Regions from separate parts of the Zea mays genome. Here region 1 is linked to region 2. A link is a contact called in public Hi-C data. All regions are on one chromosome and are shown on one strand. Each heading gives the region's core, a stretch centred on a gene start, on an enhancer-like site or on the middle of the called end of the contact. The rest is flanking DNA. Distances are from core to core; before and after follow the strand shown. Region 1 holds the start of LOC100282534. Region 2 holds the start of LOC103649600 (gibberellin 2-beta-dioxygenase 3).

The links. A called contact is a pair of places that touch in the nucleus more often than the background predicts.
Region 1: a Hi-C map of leaf shows a contact between it and region 2, with 7 times the contacts expected there. The contact joins the promoter of LOC100282534 here to the promoter of LOC103649600 in region 2. A contact is called at or near these places in 2 of 25 Hi-C or Micro-C datasets (both in leaf) and 2 of 3 datasets of contacts at active chromatin or transcription factors (leaf and seedling).

What each region holds. Positions count from the first base shown.
Region 1 is chr3:4,133,535-4,136,366 of Zm-B73-REFERENCE-NAM-5.0, reverse strand. It overlaps LOC100282534, which reads left to right and starts at 1,509. Exons shown (of 2, transcript NM_001374592.1): 1 at 1,509-2,208. The coding sequence starts at 1,625.
Region 2 is chr3:4,068,982-4,071,796 of Zm-B73-REFERENCE-NAM-5.0, reverse strand. LOC103649600 (gibberellin 2-beta-dioxygenase 3) reads right to left here and starts at 1,333. Exons shown (of 3, transcript XM_008675338.4): 1 at 874-1,333; 2 at 1-153. The coding sequence starts at 1,265.

The DNA.
Region 1 (2,832 bases), core at 260-2,759, 64 kb before region 2:
GGGGCGGCGGCTGCCTGCGGCTTGCCCGCGCAGCCACGCTTGCCTGGCCACCTCCGCTGACCGCGGCTCCGCCCGACGCCCGACCGCTAGTCCGCCATGCGCGAGTCACGCCTCGGCGCCTGGCTGCTGGCCGGCTGGCCGCAGGCCGCACAACCATGCAACGCAGCCACACTGTCCACGCAGGAGAGCAACACATGTGCTGGACCGGTATGGTTTGGTAATTGATAGGGTTGTAATTATAAATTGTAATGTCTTCCAATTTTTAATATGCATATTTTTCAATTTGATTTTTCAATTTCAATAGAAACAAAACAACATGTCTAATCCAATAGATTTTTTAATGTGCAGATTTTCCAATTTCCAAATAGCAGACATGGATAGAAACAAAAACAAGACAAAGAATATGACCCAAAAAAGTATTTCTTGTTATTATGTGAACACTCCCTGTTGTAATGTCTTCTAGTTATTTAATACATGTTATATGCTTCATAAAATGACAGATTTGAAGAGTTATTTCAGTCAAACTTCTAGTAGAAGTATATAAGCACTCGCGCTAGTGGAGTTTGCAATGAACCCGAAATACATATGCAATTGCCTAGATCTCCTAGAACTAGACTCAACTAGAGGTATATTCTTATTTCACTTCTTCAACAATTTGTACTTCAATTTGCCATTAATAACTCATTTTTCTTTTTTCAGATTTTATTCGCTATATGACATTTGGTTGTAAATGAAGTATAATCAAGATGACTATTAAATTAGGTATTTTTCAATATCTATTACTTATTTTGTAGCTATAAATTGCTTTAATATGTGTCGTAATTTTTTATTTATCGCTACGTTAGCAATACCTAAATTTTCTAGCGTCCTCCGTCACTGCTTGTGTACGTTATAAAAAAGTCTTCCACCTTATACATAGGTTCTTCACATGAATCTTGTTTCGAGTACCACACCACATAGGACCACACTACAACCTCCCCGAGGATCTCCTTGCCTTTATCTTTATCGTGTGTCATCGCTAGCTAGCCGTAGAGGCTGCATCCCGTCCCAAACCCTGTTCCCTATGCGCGGTCTTCGACGATGGGTTTGGCGGGGTGAACAACGGTCGACGAAGGCCATAGATTTGACACGATTTTTTCAAAAATTACTGTAGAAGTTATTTTATCAAATAGTTTTTAAATAGTTCTCCTTTAGAAAAGCTTCTCTGGCTTAGAACCGGAGAATTTGTTATTTTGTCACTCTCAGTTGTGGATTTCTCTATTTTACCACAAGGCTCACAAATCATAGACACAAATGACCCACAAGTCATAGACAGAGGGTCATATAATATCAGATATCCCACGTTAGAAGGACTAAAATAGCAATTTTTCCTTAGAACCAAAGCCTGTAAAAGAGGCCAAAATTCGAGCCCAGCTACTCGCGGATGTATTCGGTCCACCAGGCCACGCACGCCCAGGCCAAAGCCCAACGGGAACAGTCCAAGCAGCCGCACCAGCTCGCAGTCTCCCACTTTTCGAAGTAGCAGCCCGGAACTCCGGATCCACCGCTACCGCCGCCGCGTCTAAACCCTCCACCGCCGCGGTGCGTCAGAGGCAGAGGCAGAGAGGCAGAGGCAGAGGCAGCCATGGGGAGCCGCCTCGGGCGCCGCGTGATCCACTTTGCCAACCTCCCGCTGAAGGTCATGCTGCCCCCCGCGCCGCTCTCCTCCGTGCAGGAGTTCGCCGTGCGGACCGTCCCCTCCGCTTCCAAGGTGGACATCCGGCGCTGCCTCGAGTCCATGTACGGTTTTTCCGTCGCCGAGGTCCGCACGCTTAACATGGAGGGCAAGAAGCTCCGCCGGGGCCCCTTTCTCTCCGCCAAGCCCGACTACAAGAAGGCCTACGTCACGCTCCGCGCCCCGCTCGCGGTCTCGCGCGACCTGTTCCCCATCGGGGCCATCCTCGCGGAGCGGGAGCGGAAAGCCAGCGCAGCCGCTGCGAGGAGGAAGGCGGTGGAGGGCGCCGAGGTGGAGGGGGAGAGCAAGGGGAAGCACTGGATGGAGGACGAGAGGGAGGGCTTCTCCAGGGCTGGCTGCGGGAAGGTCGTGTATGGGAACCCTGGGAGGCTGGGGAGGAAGAGGAGGGGAGGGGATAAGGTGAAGGAGCAAGCTGGGGACGAGGCGGCCAAGTTCCCGTGGTCCGGGATGCGCCTGGCTACCGAGAAACCGAGGTGAGGATCTCTGCACCTCTCGTCCTCTCCACTCTCATTAGTGATCAATAAAATGTTTGTGTGCGTAGAAATCTAGAATCTTATTAGGCCTTGTTTGGATGTTACGGAAATATATATACTCCTGCAAAGTGTCTACACACGTATTTTTGATATGCACAAGGAAACCATGTAAAATGCTGTTTGGAAGTGCAGTATCAGACTGCCTCGCCGAGGTTGCAAGAGTCACAGTTGGAGGCCATGTCACTTCAGCTAGTATTTCACTGCCAATAGGTGCTTAAACTTTGCAAGAAGATTAGTTTGAGTTTTGTATGAGGGGCAGTAACACTTGAGTTTACATCCTTGGGTCTGTTCTTTCAAGTATTATATTGAAACAACCATTAACTTAGTTTAAATGGCATCTACCTATTGTTGTTCTGCAAAGAACATGACTGCTTGTTGGGCCAGGCTTGGGCTTCACTTGACATGTTACATGTAGGAGGATGAGTTCGCAAGAACCATATATTTATGCCTTCATATTAAGCTGATGCAGAGTTTTTCCTTATTTTATTGCTGGATTTTTCACCGTCCGTGGCACGATGATTATCTAATATTAAGATTTAGTCCAAAATTCTACAAGGAAGTATA
Region 2 (2,815 bases), core at 84-2,583:
ATGCAGTCGCTGTCCGCGCGCGCCACCAGCCTCGCCAGCACCGTGTCCCCGTCCCCGTCCCCGGCGCCGGCGATGCCCAGCCCCTCCGCCATCAGCTCCAGCACCGCGCACGCCATCCGCCGCACCGCCACCGTGTACTCGTCCAGAAGGCCCCTGCGTCAGCGAGCGTCCGTGAAAACGTTGTCAGGCGAATTTATTTTCTTCTGGCTGGGTTTCTTTGTTTCGAAAAGTAGCGATGTCTCCATCGATAGGGACGCGCGACGGTGGGAATGCATGGCGCGCTTGCGTTCGTGTCGATTCGATCGACCTCCGCCCGCCGCCGCCCGCGCGCAATCATCTAGTGGGACGGGCGCGCGGCGCCGGCGCGTCGACGGAGACCATGCGACGCAACCGACGTCGCGCGCGCGCCGACGTCGACGGCGTGGGTCAAATGGCGTGTACCTCGGCCGCCGCAGGCTGTGACGCAGCCGGCAGCCACGACGGGCAGTCTTATCCACGGACACGATACCGTTTCTTTTTTGTTTTCTTTTTCCTTGGAAGTAGCTACCTAGTTTAGTACTTTAGTGTGATTTTATTTATTTATTACGTACGGAGAATTCATCATCTATCAATCAACTTGCTGCTGCTACCGTGCTGGGAATCGGGATCCTTCTTCTTGGGGTTTGTGCTGCGACCACGTGCGTATGCTTCGTGTGTTATTGCTCCACGTGACACATTGCAAGCACGAGCAGAGCATGGAGCTGAGGAAAGGCAATGCTGGCAGCAAAAGGAGAAGGAAAGGGAGAGCAAACATGCAAGACAGCAGCGAAGCGATGCCGGTGCAACGCCGAACGCCGGCACCGTTCTGCGCCGCTGCGAGTGGCGACGACTCACCGCAACGGCAATGTCGAGGAGGACGCGGAGGCGGCGGGCACGGCGGGGTTGACGCCGAGCAGGAGGTACTCGACCCAGCCGAGGTCGCCGTTGCCGCCGATGCGCTTGCTGCCGTACCCGAGCGTGGGGGCCTCCCCGTCCTTCTCGCCCTGCGGCCGCGCGAAGAACCCGGCCGCCGCGGCCTCCGCGGCGCGCACGAGCTCGGCCGGCACGCCGTGGCCCGTCACCCGGAAGAACCCGTGCTCCTCGCACGCCGCCACCAGCGCGCGCGCCGCGGCCTCGCGCGCCGGGCCCGCCGGGGCCGACAGGTCCACCGACCGCACGTCGGCCCGTGGCGGCGCCGCCGCAGGCAGCGCGATCTGCTCGAGCTCACCCTTGGCGAGGACCACCATGGCCGATCGAGGAATGGAGCAGAGATAAAAACAGAGGAACGGGAAGGGAAGGTCGTCTCTCGTCTGTGCACAGAGCGCGAGCGCGAGAGCAGTAGTGCCGCGAGCGAGCGTCTTATATAGGAGTGACCGAGTGAGTAGACACGCCGAGCAGTGGTGGCGCGGGCGGGGAGTCGGTGGATGACTAGACAGACCGTCAGCGACCTAGCACAGCGCGATCTGGTAATTCTAGCCGTCTGATCAAGCATCACTGGCCGAGATCAGGGCCGTAAGCCTTTGCTTGCCGCTGTTGCCAACAATCTGTGGTTTCCTCCAAGAAATTCCATGACTCCAGTTAAATTTGCAATAATTGATCCTTAGGATTGGGACCTCAATCTTTTGTATGCAAGTTGGCGTTGCCGAAGAGACAGCTTTACTCTCTCGTTGCTTTTGTGTGTTGGTTAGGCCCGGTTTGGATCTCCAATAGATATTGGTTATCTGGCAATAATTATCTGTCTTCAATCCAAACACGTTAGCTAGACTCATAGATAATAATAACTATCCTACTAGTTCGACGAGGTCAGATAATTGCAGCTAATAGATATGGAGAAATAACAAAAACCTGCTAATAATTGTTAGCTGACTAATAGTTACACATCAAACATCTTTTAGAGTTGCTTGTAGTGATGTTCAAACCGGCGTCTGGCCTGGTCCGGTGAAACACGACTCAGTTCAGGCCAGGCCCGTCAGGCACGTTAGAAAACCGGGCCAGGTTTGGTAGACCCACAAGCTTATTTCCCTGAACGGGTCTAACACGCTACGGGCTTAAACGGATCGGGCCGGCCCAGAAGCACGAAAAAAGCGGGCTTAACAGGTCGAAAAGCACAGCTCAGTAAAAAATAGGCCGTGTCGGGCCAGCACGACGTGCTTAATTCTCTGTCCGGACCTAGCATACATATTCGTATCGGGTCGGCTTGGACCGTTTTTAAACAGACGGGGGCGTGCTCGTACCGAGCCAAAAAAAAACGTGCTTGGGGTCGGCCTTTCGAGCTTCAGACTTGTTGGACATCTATAGTAGCTTATATTAGGGTGTGTTTGGTTTAGCTTTTGCACTCTAAAAGCCAAAAACCAAACCAAAGGGCTGGATCCAGGAAACATTTTTTTCTTCTAAAAGCCGACTTTCTCGCACTGCAAAACTAAAAACACCTCTAGACCTGCTTTTAGTGGCTTTTCAGATGGGTGTGACAACATATATCGAAGAACTTTTAACTGCTTTTAGTGGTTTGTATCAAACGGTTTTTATCTTTTTAATAACTCACACCCCACAACAATTTTTTTTACAGTCATAATATAACCAAACAGACCTTTATATATGAGCTATTATAGGCAACATCTTTCGTAGTTTAATTAATGAATATATGTTTAGTCTAAAACAAATTATATTTTAGAACGAAGAGTATTAAATTAAATAGAGCCTTAGTTGCCGTGAGCAACCGATTGATATATAAGTTGTGAGGTCATATGTATATGTTTTGTTAGATACTGTTAGTGGTGAGTCTGTATATAGGCTGTCA